7 separate regions of the Mus musculus genome follow, and regions 1, 2, 4, 5, 6 and 7 are each linked to region 3. Evidence: chromatin contacts called from public HiCAR-type and promoter capture Hi-C data. All regions are on one chromosome and are shown on one strand. The core of a region is the stretch at or near the end of the contact, and the rest is flanking DNA. Distances in the headings are between cores, read along the strand shown. Region 1 holds the start of 4930512B01Rik (RIKEN cDNA 4930512B01 gene). Region 2 holds the start of Tomm20l (translocase of outer mitochondrial membrane 20-like). Region 3 holds the start of Tmx1 (thioredoxin-related transmembrane protein 1). Region 4 holds the start of Sos2 (SOS Ras/Rho guanine nucleotide exchange factor 2). Region 5 holds the start of Vcpkmt (valosin containing protein lysine (K) methyltransferase). Region 6 holds the start of L2hgdh (L-2-hydroxyglutarate dehydrogenase). Region 7 overlaps Arid4a (AT rich interactive domain 4A (RBP1-like)).

Region 1 (2,700 bases), core at 118-2,617, 660 kb after region 3:
TATCCTTCAACCAGGATTGAATAAACAAATAAATACCAGTCAGTACGTTCATACAACAGAACGCTACCCGGCAATAAACAGGAAGACACTGCTGCTAAATGCAAGATGTGTGTGGCTCTCAGATGTATTCTGTGAAGTGAGAATCTGACTCAATAAAAGCTGTGCACTGTATGTTTCCATGTACGCGATATTCTGGGCAAGGCAAAGCTATCGAGAAGACAAAAGTCAAAAAGAGTAGGCATTCACATTTGCACATGATTTCTGGGGAGGGTCCCAGACCACCACGAGTCTATTCTAGTAACTCATTATACCTCTACCCTTTGCCAGGCAGCCGTCACGCTCGGTATGCCCAGACCCAGCTTCCTCTTGAGCTCTGTGTACATTTGCATCGCACGTTCCTTGCCCCGGGTTGGCCAGGTTTCACATCGTGCGTTTTCTCTGCTGTAGCCCTGCCGCCAGCACACAAGCACCTCGGCGCCTAGCATAGGGGATGGAAGGGCTGACAAAATGTAGAGGCTGTCTGTGCGATCCTTATTTCAAGATTTCCTGCATCCATCAACTGCCACTGTCACTGTACTGAAACAGGTTCAATAAGAAGGTGATTGGGGAAAGAGTCAAGGCAATCAAAGCAGGCTCTGCACCGCCAAGACCCCACTACATGGGAGGGAAGGCCATCCTGCCTCCCTCTATTGCCTCACTCTCTCTCATTCATTTTTCGAAGCTGCAGCACCGAGCAATTGCTGTCCTCCGGGGTTCACAGGCGAGGAACGGACACCAAGGAGTGGACGTAATAAGGTATGGACCTGGTCACCCTAGCCCGAGCAGGCTGCTAGGACAGCCTGGGAGCAGGCGTTCTCCCTGCAAACTCTCCATGCTGTGATTTCCACGATTTAAACCCTCTGGACCTGCAGCGCGGGGTCAGGGACCCGGCCAAGTGGCTGCGGGTACAGCAGGGCGGAGGGCGGCCCCGCCCAACCGGCGCGGTTCCCATGGGGATCGCAGCAGTCACCCAGCCGAGCTGCAGGCTGCTGTGCTAGAGCTGGGCCGAGAGGCGCCTCAGGAGTCAGGGTGGGAGGTCCCCACAGTCCCTGCAGTTCCCGCAGTCCCCACGGGCCCGGTTGCCCAGCCGGTGTCCTCTTCCGGAGGGAATTGAGACCCGAAACTAGAACCGGGGAAGCCCTTCGCCTTCCTGGTGCTCCAGCCAGCTCAAGTGTCTTAGATCGTATGAACCATAACGTTAAAAAGATAGATTATCTTACAGCTCGGCTCGTTTTTGGATGCTGGCTACATCTTTAGCTCGAGGGAATGAAACAGACAACTGAAATTAGGTCACCCATGGCAGCCACCTGTAGACTCCCAGCCTTGACCGCGATGTCATTGCTGGGTGGGGGTGGAGTCCACACCTGGCTGATCCTTATTCTTTAACTCGCGCCTTGTTTTCTCTAGATCGCGGACGACAGCCCTTACTTGATGAGGCTCGAGAGAGGTCAGTTCATAAACGACCTTTAAAAACTATATGAAAATCCGTTCTCAAGAAGACTTGCTCCTCCTCTGTAATGGAAAAATATGAAAAAATTGGAAAGATTGGAGAAGGCTCCTATGGGGTAGTGTTCAAGTGCAGAAACAGGGACACGGGTCAGATCGTGGCCATCAAGAGGTTTCTGGAAACCGAAGATGACCCTGTCATAAAGAAAATCGCCCTTCGAGAAATCCGCATGCTCAAGGTAGCTAATTTGCTTTTTCTGTGCTAGATAGATGCTCTGGGCTGAGGCTCTGCCCTCTTCCCACACAGCCTTTGTCTTCAATGGCACAAATCAGAGTCTGTGCGCAGAGAACGGATTATGTAAGAGTAAGAAGGTGGACAGGAGAGGTGTGGGGCTCTCTTGGCGTCAACTGCAGACAGTCTTTTCACGGGTCTCTAAGAAGCAGAATTTAAAACAACTCGACTTTGCTAGAGTTTTTGAGTTTTGAGCTTCCAGCTTGTTTTCATTTTGTATTTTTAACCCATTGTCCTGTTTTCTTGGGCTATATATGCATCTGTATATGTGTGTTCATGTGTGCGCGCATAAATGTGTGTGTGTGTGTGTGTGTGTGTGTGTGTGTGTGTGTGGCATTTGGAAGCCAAAGGTTAACACTAGCCATCTTCTTCAACCATTTTCCCCCTTGTATATGGATACAGTGTCTCACTAGGATTGCTAGCCAGTGCTCTCCAGGATCTAGTACTGGGATTGCAGGTGGACAGCTGCCCTCGGGCAGCATTTATTGTGAGTGTTGGAATCTAAGCTTAGGTCCTTGGACAAAGGTGTTCATTACAAGACAAAAGTGTGTTCCCTCTTATTCTGGAAAGAGGCTTCTCTGAATTTCTCAGAGGCAATGCAGCTGCTACTGCAGGATGAGGCAGGCCATGGATGGCTCCCATGGGGAATCAACTGTGCTTCAGAAAGTGTGGCCTCGGTGTTCTGTCCAGACCCTGGCCAAGTGTATGAGTGGATGATGCTCTCAGAAGGGGTGAACTCAAATGTTTGTGCCGGTTCCCAGCTGGGGTCCTCTGCCTACTCTCCTCCACACAGCCAGTGTTGCACTCTGCTCTCGTGAGCCACTGACCATGTCCACTTTCTCAGTAGAAGCTGATAGCTGCCTTACTCTTTATTTAGCATCATCATTGTCAATATTATTACTACTTTGTGGTGTTAAGGATTG
Region 2 (2,700 bases), core at 49-2,548, 660 kb before region 3:
GGCATCTGTACCGCAGCTCACAACTTTCTTAGCTCCAGTCCCAGGCGATCAGATGCTCTCTTCTGACCCCTAAATGCTACCATTGATAGCCACATATGGCTGGGAAAACATCCATACACACTAGAATAAGAGGCAGTTTTTAAAAGTGACTAATACAGACAGTATTAATTCATCAGGTTAAAAAGCACTTTCCAGCAAACCTGACCCCCTGAGTTAGACACATGGGACCAGCGACAGAAGTGACTGGACCTCACAAGTTGTCCTCTGACCATCACATATGGGCCATCTTCCTCCTCTGTCTAAAAAATAATAATCACCATCAAAACCCAACTAGTCAATCATAATCTATGTTGGCCTGGGGGGCCTAGGCATCCTGTGAGGATATGAGAAGGACCAAGTTTCTCTTCTTTCTTCTAAGTTAAAAAAAAAAAAAAGAGTGCCCGTCCCTACCACATGTAATTTACAGATGCCTTTCTCTCTCTAACAGTGTTCTCTTTGGCCCAGGCTAACCTTGAACTCCCTCCTGTCTCAGCCTCCCAAGCGATGATTCTGCACACTGAGTATCAAGCCCTGTTTATACTTAAAAACAAAACATAAACAATAAGAAAAACTTTTTTTTTAAATGTGTATGGGTGTTTTGCCAGCATGTATGTCTGCAACCATGTGCATCTCTGTCGCTTCCTGGAGGACAGAAGAGGGTGACAGATCCCTTGGGATTGGAGTTACAGATGGTTGTGAGCTACCCTGTGGGTGCTGGCAATCAAACCTGAGTCCTCTGAAAGAGCAGCCAACCCTCTTGGCCGCTGAGCCATCCCACCAGATCTTCATAATGTGTCCTTACCAGACCCACTTTTCCTTTCTTTCCTTCCCCTTTATAATTAGAAGGTTAAAACTTTATAAAGCAGGTGTGCCACACTGGCAGGCCTCTTCTCCCTGGGCTTCTAGAAGGTTCCTTGGCGGGTCTGCTGCACCTCACCTGCCTGGCGGGCGCCTGGGCCTTGGGCTGTCCAGCTCTTCTCTCTGCAAACACAGGCACGAGCTGGCTGGGAAAGCCAGGTAGCATGGACACGGGTGACCGGGGCACCGGTTTGGGAACCAGCCCGGGCTTGGCCGCCCTCCCTCCCGCCGACCGCACTGGCACTCACTGTCCTGCAGGCGGCGGCGGAATGCGGGGTCTCGGTGCCGCCTCCAGTCCAGGTAGACGCAGTAGCTGAGTAGGACGACCGCGCCGCCCGCTGCCAAGCCCGCCAGGAGACCGACGCCAAGACGGACGCTGGGCATTGGGTTGCCCTGCGAGCGTTGGGCACGGGCCAGCCACACGTGAGCAAACCCCGGGTCCCGAACCCAGGACTCGGGAATTCTGAGCCTTCTCCAGCCTGACAAGACCATTTCCTGTGGCCAGGGCATGCAGTGTCCTTGGGTCGCCTGGATTTCCCTTGCACTTCAATTGGCCCCACGTTATCTCAACTTAGCCCTGGTCAGGCTGGCCAGCCTCCTCCTGTAGGTCCCCAGAACACTCACAATCCAAGTTCTCCACCCACCATAACTCAGGAGAGGGAAAGGAATCGGAAGTAATAATATAGAAGAAAAGCAAACAAAATCATTTTGCCGGTGCTTTTCCCTTTATGTTTGTTTTATTCAGCAAACACAACAAAAGAATACACAGATTTTGTCTCAAAGATCATAAAGGCATTACAAAGCTAAACCTTGTTGTTTTCGTCGTTGTTTTTCAGAGACAGGTTTTCTCTGTAGCAGTGGCTGTCCTGGAACTCACTCTGTAAACCAGGCTGGCCTAGCCTCTGCCTCCCTGAGCACTGATGCTGGGATTAAATTCGTTTGTAATTTACATGTATGGCTGTTTGCCTGTAGGTGTATATCCATGTGTGATGGGCATGCTCAATGCCTACAAAAGAAGGTGTCTGGTCCCTGGAACTGGAGTTACTGACAGTTGTGAACAACCATGTGTACACTGGTAAACCCTTGCCCTCTACAAGAGCAACAAATGCTCTAAACCACCAAGCCATCTCTCCTAGGCCTGTTTTAATTCTTTACTTTGTTTGTTTGCTTGCTTGCTTGTTTTTGTTGAGACAGGGTTTCTCTGTGTAGCCCTGGCTGTCCTGGAGCTCACTCTGTAGACCAGGCTGGCCTGGAACTCAGAAATCCACCTGCCTCTGCCTCCCCAAGTGCTGGGATTCAAGGCGTGCGCCACCACCACCCAGTCTGCTTTAATTTTCAACCGTCCATGTAGCTCATGGTGGCCTGAAACTCTCCATCCTCCTGCCTCAGTTCCAAAGTCCTTAAATAGTTTTTGTTGTGCATTATTCAACTGTACTTACTAATTCACTGTTAACTACCATTATTGTCATAGCAAGGCACCCTATCTGCCCTGAATACCAGTGAGATTAAGAAGTCCCTGTCCTTGGTCTTAGACGTAGTGAAAGTTACACACTGCTTTCCTGAATAGTGCATGTTCTTCCTATGATAACTAAAGTCTTCTATTTGCAAAAGTTTATTATAAAAACAAAAACTGGCTGTCATTACAGGACAACGTCATGGTCTGTTGTAGCTGGGACTGTTGTGTGACAACATTTTCCCTGGGGAGACAACACACACATTTCCTCACCTCAGGTAGAAGTCCTACAACTGACCTAAGTACAAACACCACCGAAATCCAACTTGGTGAACCAGTGAGTTTTTATT
Region 3 (2,700 bases), core at 23-2,522:
CATAGGCAAACACCAGAATCTTGCTTAAGGGTTGCTAACAACGCTTGCATATATTTACTCTTGAAGCCCAACAAAGCTACTATGACAGCATCTGAACAGGCCAATCGGTAAAGCAGGGGATGGGAGTGGTTATCTACTATAAGGAATTATGTAGAATAATTACCCACCCCAAAACATATGTAAAGATACTGGGTAGTGTCAGTAAACAATGACCATTCAATGGTGGTGCTTTCGCCACATCAATAATGCCGTATCAGGAACACTGTCAATTAACCATTCCACTAATTTATCATCTAAGACAAAGGCCAAAGGTAGTTTATTTCCTACAGCAGCAGGACGGCGGACACTGTTGAAGTAGAATTATCACACAAGATAAGTGATTTTGTTTGAATAGTAAATGATGAACTGGAGTATTTAAAGGGCCTATCAATAATCATACTAATGCATGTGCAATACCATTCGCAGGCCTGTAAATCACAATTCAAGCCATTCTCTAAATTGCAAACGCACCGGTCAAGGAAAAATGAGGTTCATATCAAAAGAAATGAATGTAGGCAAGAAGAAAAAAAAAGAAAATAAAGATTTTAATATATTCCCATTTATTTGGCATTTACAATTTAAAAAAACTAACTCACAAAATAAAAATAAATAAAGAGCTCAAAATTCAGGCATTACAAATACCAATTTCCGAATAAACATAGCAATTTCCGAATGACAGGTTAAAAGCAAGATTTTGTTCAATATCAACTTTTGTAAAAATTTGGAGACTTAAAGTCTGGATGTCTACAAAAGATCACTAAAAGTCTATAGAAACAGCCAAGACCTCCATCGCAACCCAATCCCACCCTCAAATCCGCTAGTCTGTTCCAGAGAATTCGATGTAGCTCGTAATCCTTTAATCGCACCACAGTGCTTAGCAACGACGAGGCTCAGTGCACGCTTAGATAGAAAAGTAATATTCCCGGTTAGGAAATGACCCTGGAGCTGGGGGCGGCAAAGGCTGGGACCTCAAGACCTGGCCGAGGAAGATGGGCTGGTCAGGTGTCCAGCTTGAGGGACGGGGCGGCGGAGGCCACCGCCACCCAGACAAGCGCCCCGCACTCACAATTCTATCATCCACTCTCCTTCCAGCAACGACGTCCAGTTCTCATCGGTGAGGACGCGCACGTTATTCCGCCGTCCGTGGGCCCCAGGGACCGCCCAGAGCAGCAGGACCAGAGCTGCCAGGGGAACCATAAGACGCCCCAAGTGCGCCATGTCAGCCGCTCACCCAGCCTCAGCGCGTTCCCGCTCCACCTCCCCGCCGCAGCTCCACTTCCGCTCTGGCGGCCGCTCCGCTCATGCGCACAAGGAGCCAGCCAGGCGCGCGAGCCCCACCCACTCCCCGCCAGCAACTCAGTGCGCATGTCCGGGCCCTGTTCCTCCTGCGGGAGATGGAGAGGGAAAGCGGGAAATGCGTCTATCTCGGAGCTCACGACTGAAGAGGCGCTTGCCGGCTGTGGTCCCTCGAAAAGCCCTAGAAGGGGCGGTAGGCGGAGGGATCAGGGTGATGCTCTAGAGATGAGTGACCCTGTCGTGCCCACCAGTGCCTAGTAAGGTCACTATGACAGTTTTCTCAGGAACTTTCCCCTTTCAAAATATCACCAGTTAGACGAATGTAGGAGGAGGTCACCAGCCCCTTTACCCTGGCCCTAGGCAAACAGGCATCTACTTTTTGTCCTGGCTACTTTACTAATTGAATCTTGTGTTGTCCCTGTTGACTGACTTATTTTAACTCTTTAAGCATGAGTCCCCGAATTTCCTCTAACACATTCGTAATGAGGCTTTGTCACCCCCTGGCTCTCCGAGGTAGTTTTTATTGCCTGTTCTTTGCTTTCCTGTATATGGGTTATATTTTCCTGTCTTTGCACAACTCAAAAATCTCTTCTTGGAAACTAGGGTTTTAGGGTCTGTAATTCTAGATGTTGATTCCCCTTGTGGCTCTCCATCTTCTGTTCCTCTTGTTGTTTGATTGTTTAGTGAGTTGGCAAGGCAATTCTAGTGAAGTCTGTTTCTCAGAGATTACAGCCCTGGGTGGGTCATCTGGGCGATAGTGGTTTTAGCAGGGCTCATTCCATATCACTTTTTGGGATGTGTTTGCCTCACTTATTTCCAGCTGTAATATTACATGAAGTGCTCACCGATAACTTGTTTTTGTTTTGTTTTAATTCTCAGAGCATACATTGTTCCACAGCCTAATACATTTTGGCAGATGGTTTTGAGGTCAGTGGTTGAAATTTATTTTAAGCCCAGGATGATTCTTCACTGTCTCTTTTCTTAGGTCTCTCTGGTGAACTAAGTGGCTTATGCACTGGCATCTTGTTCTTACTTAAGGAAAACTTTTTTTATTTTTTTGGAGTGACTTTAGGCCTGACCGTTTCTCCATACTCTTATTTAATAAAGTCATTTCTTTGGGGAGAGTTCAGAACTGACTCTCCTGGGCACAAGCAGCCTCAGTCATTATTCTAGGTGCAGTGTAGACCAGCAGGATCTACTTTTCTGGACTTCTAGTGGTGTATAGTCTTTATCACTTGAACAAAAAGGTTGAGGGGGTGTCTGGAGATTTCTCAGTCTGCTGTACCCAGCGCTTTCACTGTGCATGTCATGTCCTTGTGACCTGCACTTGGAAGGGATTAAGATGCCAGTGACCTTCCCTTCCTG
Region 4 (2,700 bases), core at 200-2,699, 770 kb after region 3:
GTAGGCACACGCGTGTGCGAGGACACACATATGCCACATTTCAGATGTAGACAGGTCAGGGAACAACCTTGCGAAGCCGGTTCTTTCCTTCACGTGGGTTCCAGGGGTGGAACGCAGGTTGTCAGCCTTGGGAAGCGAAGCAGGTACCTTTTCCTCGACAGCCCCAGAGGACTTTTTTTTTTTTAAACACTGTGGATACTTAGATTAAAAAAGAAACCAAAAACAAAACAAAACGGAAACCTCCGATCTCTTTAAGTATTTAGTTGCCATTTTTACTTTATGAAGTCAAAATGGTGTTGTGTTTGGGGGAGAACAATGTTCACCCACTGATTCTGGAGCTGAAATTACTACACAAGTTATCTTTTCCAGTCTGTTCTTCTGTTCCCTTCCTCACTTCGGTGGCTGGCAGCATGACTGTTTACAGCCCGTTGGGAGCAATCTGTTCAGCGATTTTAGTGGGATGAAATTTGGGTTAGTGAAAAAGTTTCCAAAGTACATGCCCCTTCAACTTAAAAAAGCATAGGGACAGAGGATTTTTAGGTTTTTTTTTTTTAATGCTAATTAGTGTGACTGTATCGCAGGATCCAGGTTCTGTAGAACCTTAAGTGGAAAGGATTTGAACATGATTAACCTAAGAACAATATCTGAAAGTTTTTGGATACTTTTTTTTTTTTTTTTTTTTTGATCCATAGGGACTCTAGGTGAAAGACCTCGAACTGAAGTCATCTGGCCCTTCAACGTGCGCTAAGAGCTTCCCATGACCCTACAATGTGACTTTATGAATAGCCACTATCACCTAAATATACAAAGGAGCCACACAGAGCACACGTTAAATAAATATCCTATCAGCCCAAATGTCCTTTTCTCCCCACATCTGTGTTCTGCCTCCCAGAGCTGCAGTCACGGGCTCGGGGGTCCCCTAGGGCTGTACCGAATCAGGATTGTCTGCCAGGACTCGGAACGCTGCCGAGTTCGTCTGGAAGAGCCACCCCGCCCCGTGCACGTTCCCAGGAGAGACCGATTACCCTCCCGGCCCCGGGGCCCCGCACCAGACGCCTCGGCCCGCTCGGCGGCGCGCATGCTCCGTGCTGGTCTTCTCCAGAGACTCGGGAGAGCGAGCGCGGGGCCGAGCCGAGCCGAGCCGCCGCTGCAGGCACCGGGCGCTCGGCGGCGGCCGGCGGGGCTGGAGGGGCGGCGGCGGCGGCGGCGGCCAGTGCCGTGCACGCCGGACACGCGCGCCCGCTCGGCCCCGAGGGCCCTCTGGAGGTGACTCGGGCGGACCCGGCGGTGGCGGCGGCGGCGGCGGCGGCGGTAGCGGCGGCTGCGCGGAGGGCGGGGGAGGCGATGAGGACGCTGCGGGCCGCCGCTGTCTGCCCGCCGCGGCCGTAGCGGGAGTCGGGGCGGGGGCGAGGCCGGCGGTGCCCCGCGCTGCGCACCCAGACAAAGGAGGAGGAGCCTCGGGCCAGCGGGCCGGCGCCGCGGGGACAGCAGGACGCCTCGGGCCGCCGCGCTTCCTCGGGGCTGCGGGGCCGCCAAGCCTCGGCGAACGCCCGCCCGCCGGCGCCGCCCCCGAGCGCTCGGCCGGAGCTGCGGCCCGGGCGGGAGGCGGCGGCCGGGGCGAGGCGAGGCGAGGCGGCCGGCGCCCTGCCTGTCAGGCCACCGGCCCGGCCTCCGATGCGGAGGCGCTGCGGCCGGGGCCATGCAGCAGGCGCCGCAGCCCTACGAGTTCTTCAGCGAAGAAAACAGCCCGAAATGGCGGGGACTATTGGTCCCGGCCCTGCGGAAGGTCAGTGCTGGGGCCGAGGGAGGTGCCGCGGGGCGACGGGCTGGGGGGCCGGGCCCGGAGCTCGCACAACTTGTAACGGGGAGAGCGAGGAGCGGGGAGCACGGCTCGCGCCCGCCCCGCGTGCCGCGGCCGAGCCTTCTCTGGCCGGGCTGCGGGCGCTCCTAATTGCCTGTTGCATCCCGAAGGACGTTTTCTCAACTTTCTTTTTTGGCCTGGTCCCGGAAGGAAGGTTTTGTTATGATCATAAAACTGGATTTCATCTTACAGTCATTTCGTCAGGCAACTTCCGCCGTTGACCAATGCGTTGTCCTCAGGCTGGATTCTGGCAACACAGAGTCCCACTGGTTTTTTTCGTTTCTAAAACAAATGCGCAATTTTGGACCGAGAGGCTACTTTGAATTAAGTTCTTGGGGCTGGGGGTGCTCGCCTCGGGCGGCTTGCTTGCTACGCTCGCCCATTCGCCTGTTGAGGCTGTGCTGTTTTCGCTAATATGGATGTGTGTTTCCCATGTGTGAAGTGTCAGTGAGTCATAGTATTCGTTCTCCAGCTCTTGGGGTGAATCTAAAGCGCCTCCCCACTTCCTGCAGAAGTCTTACCTGAATACAAAGATTGCCTCACAAAATGTGGTCAGTTTCTTCACAGCGACGAGGACTTGCAATAACCACTTTTAAGGGACAGTTGCGGGGGCGGGCGGGGGGGGGGAGGTGGCTCGTTGCTAATCAATCTTTGGAGATTAGATACATTGCTAGGGTGCGTGTCTCCGATTGGTTGGTGCTAGTCTTATATGAAGTTAGGTAATTATGCCATTCTCTTTGTTGCTCTGGGCCAGCAAGAGACTCGTTAGGGAAGGTGATTTGCGGTCCAACAACACAAGCTTGATGGCTTGAATTTCATTCCTGGAATCCACGTAAAGG
Region 5 (2,700 bases), core at 1-2,500, 870 kb after region 3:
GATTTGCCTATTATTTGGGAAGACAAAATTAATATGCCATATATGTACAGTTTATTTATATTGTATATATTTAAAGATAATGCTAATAACCTCTATAAATGTAAGTGACTTGAGGCCTATAATACAATCTGCTATTTGACTAATTTGTAAGTCTGGAACAAAAGTGTCTTATGGCATAAGAACCAACTGCCATTGTCAAACCTATTAACTGTCTTTAATCTCGTGTTAACTGAAATTTTTGAAAAGTTTTTCCAGATTAGTAATATTTAAACAGAAAATACTTTAAAAAGCTTTATTAAATTTTTTAATCAGGATAAAGCTTTGCCATTTGGATACTATCATTCAAAGTGATCAAGGTATGTATGTTATGCTGATAGTGCAGTAGCAGCCATTGTAAAGTAGCCAAAAGCCACGTTGTTTATCTACTGGTCTGTGGCCTTTTACTGTGCTTTGTATCAGAGTTCTTAACAAGATTAATAAATCACCTCAGTCTTAATTTGTAAAAGATTTGCAATATTGTTTTTCATCACAAAGAGCAAGGAGAAGCTGGGAATAGTGGTGAGCACCTGTAATCGCAGAACTTGGGAGGTTAGACGGAAGCATCTGGACTTAAAGGCGACTCGACTACGTGAAGAGTATGAAGAGTTTGAACCTACTTGGGATACAGGAGGCCATCCTGAAAACAAAAAAACAAAAAACAACAAAGCTGAAAAAAATCTAGAAGAACGAATAGCTATCATCTGTTTATTACGTGTGTGTGTGTGTGTGTGTGTGTGTGTGTGTGTGTGTGTGTTCATACTAGAGATCCAATGTGACAGGCCAACCTGCAGGTCTCTCCTTCTACTATGTGAGTCCTTGGTCTTGCTGGCCATCTTTTGGCCCCGTGGGATGTAAAAGGACTAACTTTTCTTTACCATTAAAAGCAAGTAGCACGTTCCCAGCCACCACGTTTATGCATTCATATGAAAAGGAAGCACAGTAGGAAAACTTCTTGAATATAACCATTTTTAGATAGGACCTGGGTAGCTGCCTAGATCTATCGCCAGCGGCTCTGTGTGAGCCGTTCTCCAGCTATGTATAAGCACTGTCGGTCGCTTTGCTTCTTAAAGTGCCTATCATTGTAGCAGCAGCTGGGCCACTCCTGGGTAGGTTCTGCTGCTTCCTGCGGACTTTGAGAGTCACGCATGCGCCTTGGGCAGCCGCCCTGCCGCTGGGAGGTACGGGTGCTGCGTGGGCGTGACGTTACCGCGTGCCGCAGCCTGCGGCGGGCCGGGGCAGGGATGGCGGCCGCCGTGGAGCCGGAGGTGGAGGACCCGCTGTGGAGCTTTGTGCGGGTTCTGGAGAAGCGGGATGGGACAGTGCTTCGGCTGCAGCAGTACGGCTCCGGGGGCGTGGGTTGCGTTGTGTGGGACGCCGCCATCGTCCTTTCCAAATACCTGGAGACGCCGGGGTTTTCTGGCGACGGGGCCCACGCGCTGAGTCGGCGCTCGGTGCTGGAGCTGGGCTCCGGCACGGGGGCCGTGGGGCTCATGGCTGCGACCCTCGGGTAAGAGCTGGCGGGAAGGCGCTGGTCGCCCAGCATCAGGTCACCGGCGTGCAGCCTTGCGCCTGTACCTCAACGAGGTTGTTTTTTTAGGGCAGATGTTATAGTCACTGATCTTGAAGAGCTGCAGGACTTGCTGAAAATGAATATTGATATGAACAAGCATCTTGTGACTGGTTCTGTTCAAGCCAAGGTACTGAAATGGTTTGTATGGCCTTTCAGCTTGTTTTTAAGATAATCGATCGCTTACATGGGCTTTAAATTGCATTTTACACAACGCTTGCTTAATATGAGGGGAGCCTTCTGCTTCTCGTTTCTAAAATGAACACTTTAAATCGTCAGAGCATCAGTTAAAGACATACGTTTGACATTTTTAAGGGGTGAAGACATAGAAGACTTGATGTCACCAGACTACATATTGATGGCAGACTGTATATACTATGAGGAGGTGAGTAGTGGTCGAACTGGTGTGTCCGAAAGCCCACAGCTCTCCGTGGTTTAACACCTCCAGGTGTGGGATATTTGTTCTATAGATGATGAGGCAGTAAAGAGAAGTTAAACTATCAAAGGCAACACATTCGCACAATTCAGGATAGGCATACAGGCCTGCCTGTGCGAGGTGGTTGAGAAAACTTGCGTGCATTCTACTGGAGACTTTTTGGAAAAATTTAAAAGGATTTTCCGATTTGCATATATTCTAGAAAACTAAGATACCTTCTGTTTGTTTGTCTGTTTGTTCATTTGTTTTTCTTTTCCCATTGACTGCTAACTGTGACTTTGGAAATTAATTAAAATGCAGGTTGGCTCACTCCTAGAATCCTAGCACTCACAATTGCCATGAATGCTAGGCCAGCACAGAGTGAGACGCTCCAAAATTAGTTATTCTCAGTGACAACATTTTATTAGACTTGTGGAATGATTTTCTTCCCATATCAGTTTATGCAGTATTGGACAGTATTTAGTTTTAAGTTGATGCCTTGAGCCAACTGATGATCAAAAGGGTCAGCAGTTAAGAGCACACACAGTTCTTCCAGAGGATCCAAGTTCAGTTCCCAGTACCCACATCAGGCAGTTCACAGCCACCTGTAACTCCAGCTCCAGGAAGATCAATTCTTCTGGCCCTGCAGGCACTAGCACATACTTAGACACAGGCAAAT
Region 6 (2,700 bases), core at 63-2,562, 730 kb after region 3:
ACTGGGCTGCCCTGTCTAGCTTCAAGAGGAGAGAATGTGTCTAGTCTTATGCAACGTCACATACAGTGGCTGGTTGATATCCATAGGAGGCTGCCCCTTTTCCTAAGTGGGTGGGTGGGGGTGGGGTCGATAGTGAGAAGAAGGCTACAGCGCTTTGGATGCCTGCTTTTAAAAATTTGGCAAGAATTTGAGGTTGGGCCAGGACTGGGAAGTAGGCTCAAGATGAACACAGCTGAGGACAGAGTTATTTTGTATTTTGATGGGTCTTGATAAGACTCTGAATACAACTATCATGGCACCTTTGTTTAGGCTTTGTTCCTTAACTCTGTTTATGACTTAGGACTGACCTTATTCTTTGCATGTACTTAGAATTGTATAAAAGCAGACTGACTGGAGGAAAAATAACCTTGCTTCAACCTCAGAACGGGCTAGGGTTATGTTAATAGTACTGTCTAATTGTCTTTTTCTTTTCAATTTTTTCATCCCTCCCTGGAGAACCTGTTGACTGAGCTGGCTTAGTCAGGAAGGCCTGAGAGAAGGAAGGGGAAGCTGGGGCAGAGATGTAAATTAATAAAGAAAAGTTTGGGGCTAGAGAGATGGCTCTATGGTTAAGACTGTTAACTGGTCTTACCTGAGGGCCTAGATTCCCAGCACCCACATGGCAGCTCAGAATTTCCAGTTCCAGGCGATCCTGTACTCCCCTTTCTGGTCTCACAAACTCCTGCACATACCTGTTGCAATAAGCTCGCATAGGCACATATACAAGTCAATAATAGAAACCAAAAAAACAACACTAAATGACGACAGAGACCGAGCCGTCTACTTTCATCCAGCGCCTAGCTCAGCGCCCGATATTTACAAGCTGAGTCAGTGGTTGAATGAACAACCAACCAGGAGCCCCATGAAGGGCCCAGAAACCTGCGGGCAATCAGCAGGGTAGTGACAGGGAGCGGCAGGAGGTGGCTTAGTCCCCAGCTCCCGGGCCACAGCGTCGCCAACCGACCAGGAGGCGTGGCCGAAGGAGAGGCCGCAGGAGCCAGGGGTCACCCCGACATGCCCAGCCTTCTCTGGCGGAACAGCGCCGGCGTCCAGTCAAGCCTGTGCGGGCGGAGGTCCCGGAGAGTGGAACCACCACCCGGTCCCCGCCTTCGCCCTAGCTCCTCTTACTCACGGCGTGCTGCGTCCCTGCGCCTGGCCGGCCCTTCGCCCTCGGTCTTTTCCTTCCACGGCGCTCGCTCATTGGCCAGCGGAGACCACGCCCACGTCAGGCAAACGCGCGTGTTTCATTGGCTCTCGTCTGGGGGCGGGGCTGGAGAGCGGCGCGCTTCACCCTTAGAGTCCGTTCAGGTTGCGGGTGCTGGGGTGGAGGGAGGGGAGGTGGCGCAGGCCATGTGGCCGACCCTGCGCTACGTAGGCGGTGTCTGCGGACTGGCCCGGTACTGCGTGGCTGGGGGCTTCCTCCGCGCAAGTGGACCGGCGTCCGGGGTGCCCGGGCTACTGTGCGGGGGTGGCCGCAGAAGCTCCAGCACCAGGTAAGTGAGAGGCGGCGGCCTGCACTTGCTGTTCCGCTCAGGGATCTCCAACTGAACCTGTCTGTGTCCCCCGACTCGATGTCTCTGTCCCCGGCGAGGAAGTCCTGATTCTGTGGTCCAGCCTCGAATCCCAGGAGCTGCTGACCCGCAGGGTTCGTCCACTGCGTTTGTGCGCCATAGGAAAGGCAGTGTTGAGTTGAGGTCCGGAGCTAATCTGGCTCCGAATACACAACTCCTCTCCATTTCTTAACCACTCTAAAGGGTGACTGGTGACTAGGATCCTAGTCTGGCCCCTAGGTGGTCACTTTGAAGATTAAAAGACCTAGCACACTGCCAATAAGTATGCAGCTTCTTAACTATCATCCCCTGTGTTGCTTGGAAAATCCAGAACTTGGCTTCTGTGGGTCAGTTCCTTGCACACACTAGAGTTGTCCTCACTAGAAGCAACTCAGTTGCCTACTGTGAGCTGCCTAGGAAAGCTGGCAAATACAGTGTTCGGTGTGAAAGCTTTAAGGGCGGGGTGGAGGGGTGGGGGTGGGGGAGCTTTTGATTGTTTGAGACAAGGTAGACCATGCGAATGGATTTAGTGGCAGACCGAGGTGTGGCACGACCCTGGAGAGGGGCAGTGTTTTTGTTTAAGACGCGTTTAAAGCATGTTAAACGGTACTGGTTTGTTTTCCTTTGGCTGTCCTATGACTCCGGTGTAGATCAGGCTGGCCTCTAATGCCTCAAGCTATCAACCTGCCACTCCTTTCCTAGTGCAGGAATTAAAGGCACGTGCCACCCAACCTGCGCCACCTTAACTTTTGAGACTGGATCTCTCCCAATTTCTCTCCCTCTCCCTGTCCCCCTCCCTTTTTCCCTCCCCCTCCGTGTGTGTGTGTGTGTGTGTGTGTGTGTGTGTGTGTTTCTATCTGTCACTTGCTTTTTCCACATGGGGTCTCTCTTTGTATCCTGGCTATCTTGTTGACCAGGCTGTCCTTGAACTCAGAGATCTTCAGTGTCTGCAGGGATTAAAGGTGTTTGCCTCCACTGCCTCGGGGCAGGAGAGGGATGGGGTGGGGGATAGGGTCTCTTGAGGTGATTGGTTGGTTGCTCAGTAAGCACGAGGGATCTGCCTGTCTCCCTGCCCCTGATCCCAAGGTTACATGGGTTGAACAAGGAATGC
Region 7 (2,700 bases), core at 190-2,689, 600 kb before region 3:
GCGGGAACAGAATGGAATGGGCTAGAGGAGGAGGAGAGGGAGCTGATAGACTCAGACTTCTGATCCAGAGCAGAACCCCAGGGACCTGGCTCTCAGAGGGCGACACGCTGTCAAGTGTGCCTGGGAAAAAGAACAGGCTGTTGGGTCTAAGTCTCCTCTCATGCCTCATGCGGTTCATAATCTGCTCCCACCCGAAACTTAGGGGGTTTCTTTCCAAAGCCGGAGTGGAGACAAGGTGACATTCAAAGAAGATGACTTGATTGCAAACACTGAATTACCCAGTAATAGTTGGAGAACCAGTTAACTCAGATCCTAAAATTTACAGAAATACCATTCCTCACTGAAATACCATTCCTCACTGTTACACACATGCCAAACACTTCCAGGAACACAAAGGAAGTGATATATTTACTGCAAGATGCTGTTTTACAATTTAACCATCCCACTTAAAATAATTTTATGACTCTTGCATTTCAAAAGTTAAAGTAAACCCAATAAATTACTTTTCCACTTGAAATGATACATACACTATAATCAAGATGTGATAGTCGTGCTCTCATCAAGACCATTTATTTATCTTATTTATTTATTATTTGTTTGCAAATACTGCATGTGTGTGTGTGTGTGTGTGTGTGTGTGTTTCAAGACAAGGGCTCTCTATGTAACCCTGTTTGTAGACCAGGCTGACCTCAAATTCACAGAAATCCTCCTGCCTTTGCCTCCCAGGTGCTAAGATTAAAGGCATGCACCATCACCAGCTGGTTATCATCAAGTTTTTAACGTCACCCAAACCTCTTATATGACCTCTAATATAAAGTATGATTACGTAAAACTTTTTTTTTTTTTTTAACCATGGAGAGATGGCGCCATGGTTAAGAGCACTGGCTGCTCTTCCAGAGGACCTGGATTTGATTCCCAGTTCCAGGGGATTCTGACTCCCGCCTTCTGGCCTCCACAGATACCAGGCATGCAAGTAGTGCAAAGACATTCATACAGATAGAACACCTCTACACAATAACTATTTTTAAAATGTAGCTAAATTTATGTGAACAAATGTATAAATCTTATTAGTCTCATTATGTGAATTTAGTGTTGTTTATGTTTTAGGCTGAAGTAGTAACGACTTTTAAAAACTCATTAAGACTTCTTAAATAGAGATTTCGGGGCTGAAGCGATGGCTCAATGGTCAAGAGTACTGAATGCTCTTCCAGAGGTCCTAAGGTCAACTCCCAGCAACCACATGGTGACTCATAACCATCTGTAAAGGGATATGATTTCCTTTTCTGGTGTGTCTGAAGACAGCCACAGTGTGCTCATAAAAGAAAAAAAAATTAAAAGAATAAAGAGACTTCTCTTTTTTAATGTGTATGTATGTTTCTGCCTGCATACACAAGTGCTCCATATGCATTCAGTGCCTGAGTAAGCCAGAAGAGGGCACTGGATCGCCTGGAGCTGGAGGTAGAGATGTCTGTAAACTGCCATGTGGGTGCTAAGTAGCAAACTGGCCAGACTGAGGTCTTTTGCACAATCTGCCATGCTCTTGGCCCCTTAACCATCTCTGTCCAGCCCACTGTTATTTTTCATTTCCTTGTTTAATAGTCTAAATTTAAGCAAATTGTTGTATTTGAATGTAAGCTAATATCTAAGGTATTCATTAAAGGAGGTTGTGTCAAATCTACTTAAAGCCTATTATTATTGGTAACTGAAGTTATTAAAATCAGCTTTGATATCTATATTAAAATTTAAAACCTTAAGCTTTACTGACATTACAGTTTTCCTGAGTTATCAGGCATTTACTGTGGGTCTATACACAGAGTGGTCTTGAATAGTCACCAGCAAATGCCTATAACCTACATGGGCAGAGATTGACACAGATGACATTTGATTCAAATACCAAAAAAAAGAATAGTCATATTTCCAGGAATTTAAAAACTTAAGCACTTATGACTTTTACAACAATGGAAAATTATCTTGGGCACTAAATATGGTAATCCCTACAAAAGCTTCAAGATTGGAAAAATGAGTATGTCAATACATTAGACCAAAAAGAGTAGATCTTATAAAAAAACTCACTAATTTTAATTTTCATTGTTACACATGAAATCTGATACACAAGGTCTACTGATAAAGTCATGATGATTTAACCTAAAACTGGTTAATTTCCTCTTGATAATTAACCTTTTAACATCTTACCCTTAGAAAACTCCCCTACATTTATCCAATATAAACCTAAGTCAAGAGAAATAAATAATTCCTATCATTTCTATTCATCTGGACTTTCCAATAAATTTCCAAGCTAAAAAAAATTAGTAATGTCTTTTCTAATATAAAACTTTCTTAACAAAGACATTTAAATAAGACCACAAAAATCATCTCTAAGCAGCTCTTTTTGGCCTAGTTATCTATGTGTTGCAATTACCAATACAGACAGGAAGTATTCCTGCCCCATCCGCAAGTCTCTTCCAAGCACAGCCTGAGACACGCTGCTTACACTCAAAGCCTGACGTGGCCTCTGAGTAGGAAATAAAATACTAAATAAAAAAGCTCCTGCCCCTGGAAAGCTGCACAATGTCCAATCTTACTGCTCCAACTAATGCTTGAATCCCCGCAGCACGGTTAACGAACAGAGGCTACTGCTCATTCGCACTGCACAAACACCAACACTTGTATGATTCTGCAGCATATGCTTGCTAGCCTACC

What was found. Promoter capture Hi-C pulls out the DNA fragments that hold promoters and counts their contacts. HiCAR-type assays count read pairs that join an accessible place to other places.
Region 1: a promoter capture Hi-C map of stem cell-derived epiblast-like cells shows a contact between it and region 3, with 3 times the contacts expected there. The contact joins the promoter of 4930512B01Rik here to the promoter of Tmx1 in region 3. A contact is called at or near these places in 7 of 39 promoter capture datasets (the 3T3-L1 cell line, 3T3-L1-derived adipocytes, the C10 cell line and 4 more).
Region 2: a promoter capture Hi-C map of liver shows a contact between it and region 3, with 7 times the contacts expected there. The contact joins the promoter of Tomm20l here to the promoter of Tmx1 in region 3. A contact is called at or near these places in 3 of 39 promoter capture datasets (the C10 cell line and liver) and 3 of 9 other capture datasets (adipose tissue, embryonic stem cells and liver).
Region 4: a contact with region 3 is called in a promoter capture Hi-C map of pre-B cells, with 3 times the contacts expected there. The contact joins the promoter of Sos2 here to the promoter of Tmx1 in region 3. A contact is called at or near these places in 4 of 39 promoter capture datasets (the C10 cell line, HPC-7-derived erythroid cells, liver and 1 more).
Region 5: a HiCAR-type map of astrocytes shows a contact between it and region 3, with 3 times the contacts expected there. The contact joins the promoter of Vcpkmt here to the promoter of Tmx1 in region 3. A contact is called at or near these places in 2 of 39 promoter capture datasets (erythroid cells and neutrophils) and 1 of 115 datasets of contacts at active chromatin or transcription factors (astrocytes).
Region 6: a promoter capture Hi-C map of pre-B cells shows a contact between it and region 3, with 5 times the contacts expected there. The contact joins the promoter of L2hgdh here to the promoter of Tmx1 in region 3. A contact is called at or near these places in 15 of 39 promoter capture datasets (the 3T3-L1 cell line, 3T3-L1-derived adipocytes, the C10 cell line and 12 more), 2 of 484 Hi-C or Micro-C datasets (CD4 T cells and embryonic stem cells), 1 of 115 datasets of contacts at active chromatin or transcription factors (bone marrow-derived macrophages) and 2 of 9 other capture datasets (adipose tissue and liver).
Region 7: a contact with region 3 is called in a promoter capture Hi-C map of liver, with 2.9 times the contacts expected there. The contact joins the enhancer-like site here to the promoter of Tmx1 in region 3. A contact is called at or near these places in 5 of 39 promoter capture datasets (cranial neural crest, hippocampal neurons, liver and 1 more), 1 of 484 Hi-C or Micro-C datasets (the HPC-5 cell line), 2 of 115 datasets of contacts at active chromatin or transcription factors (large pre-B cells and memory CD8 T cells) and 2 of 9 other capture datasets (adipose tissue and liver).

What each region holds. Positions count from the first base shown.
Region 1 is chr12:69,789,011-69,791,710 of GRCm38.p6, reverse strand. It overlaps 4930512B01Rik (RIKEN cDNA 4930512B01 gene), which reads right to left and starts at 1,367. Exons shown (of 8, transcript NR_033573.1): 1 at 1,260-1,367. It overlaps Cdkl1 (cyclin-dependent kinase-like 1 (CDC2-related kinase)), which reads left to right and starts at 1,004. Exons shown (of 10, transcript NM_183294.2): 1 at 1,004-1,068; 2 at 1,447-1,724. The coding sequence starts at 1,557.
Region 2 is chr12:71,110,026-71,112,725 of GRCm38.p6, reverse strand. It overlaps Tomm20l (translocase of outer mitochondrial membrane 20-like), which reads right to left and starts at 1,298. Exons shown (of 5, transcript NM_029227.1): 1 at 1,146-1,298; 2 at 977-1,020. The coding sequence starts at 1,281. Gm32906 (a long non-coding RNA gene) reads left to right here. Exons shown (of 3, transcript XR_381662.3): 3 at 1,033-1,975.
Region 3 is chr12:70,451,726-70,454,425 of GRCm38.p6, reverse strand. Tmx1 (thioredoxin-related transmembrane protein 1) reads right to left here and starts at 1,272. Exons shown (of 8, transcript NM_028339.1): 1 at 1,106-1,272. The coding sequence starts at 1,257.
Region 4 is chr12:69,680,601-69,683,300 of GRCm38.p6, reverse strand. It overlaps Sos2 (SOS Ras/Rho guanine nucleotide exchange factor 2), which reads left to right and starts at 1,449. Exons shown (of 23, transcript NM_001135559.1): 1 at 1,449-1,786. The coding sequence starts at 1,700.
Region 5 is chr12:69,581,567-69,584,266 of GRCm38.p6, reverse strand. It overlaps Vcpkmt (valosin containing protein lysine (K) methyltransferase), which reads left to right and starts at 1,250. Exons shown (of 6, transcript NM_001033236.3): 1 at 1,250-1,546; 2 at 1,637-1,747; 3 at 1,922-1,991. The coding sequence starts at 1,281. Sos2 (SOS Ras/Rho guanine nucleotide exchange factor 2) reads left to right here. Exons shown (of 23, transcript NM_001135559.1): 23 at 1-506.
Region 6 is chr12:69,723,486-69,726,185 of GRCm38.p6, reverse strand. It overlaps L2hgdh (L-2-hydroxyglutarate dehydrogenase), which reads left to right and starts at 1,312. Exons shown (of 10, transcript NM_145443.2): 1 at 1,312-1,532. The coding sequence starts at 1,390. It overlaps Dmac2l (distal membrane arm assembly complex 2 like), which reads right to left and starts at 1,241. Exons shown (of 5, transcript NM_026536.2): 1 at 1,172-1,241.
Region 7 is chr12:71,049,925-71,052,624 of GRCm38.p6, reverse strand. All of the region lies in intron 11 of Arid4a (AT rich interactive domain 4A (RBP1-like)), which reads right to left. Among named protein-coding and RNA genes, the nearest start is that of Arid4a, 35 kb to the right of the region's middle. Within about 2 kb of position 1,439, at least 42 of the 459 cell types and tissues checked have an H3K27ac peak or open chromatin away from gene starts, as enhancers often do. A contact at or near this core is called in adipose tissue and liver, where this site is marked.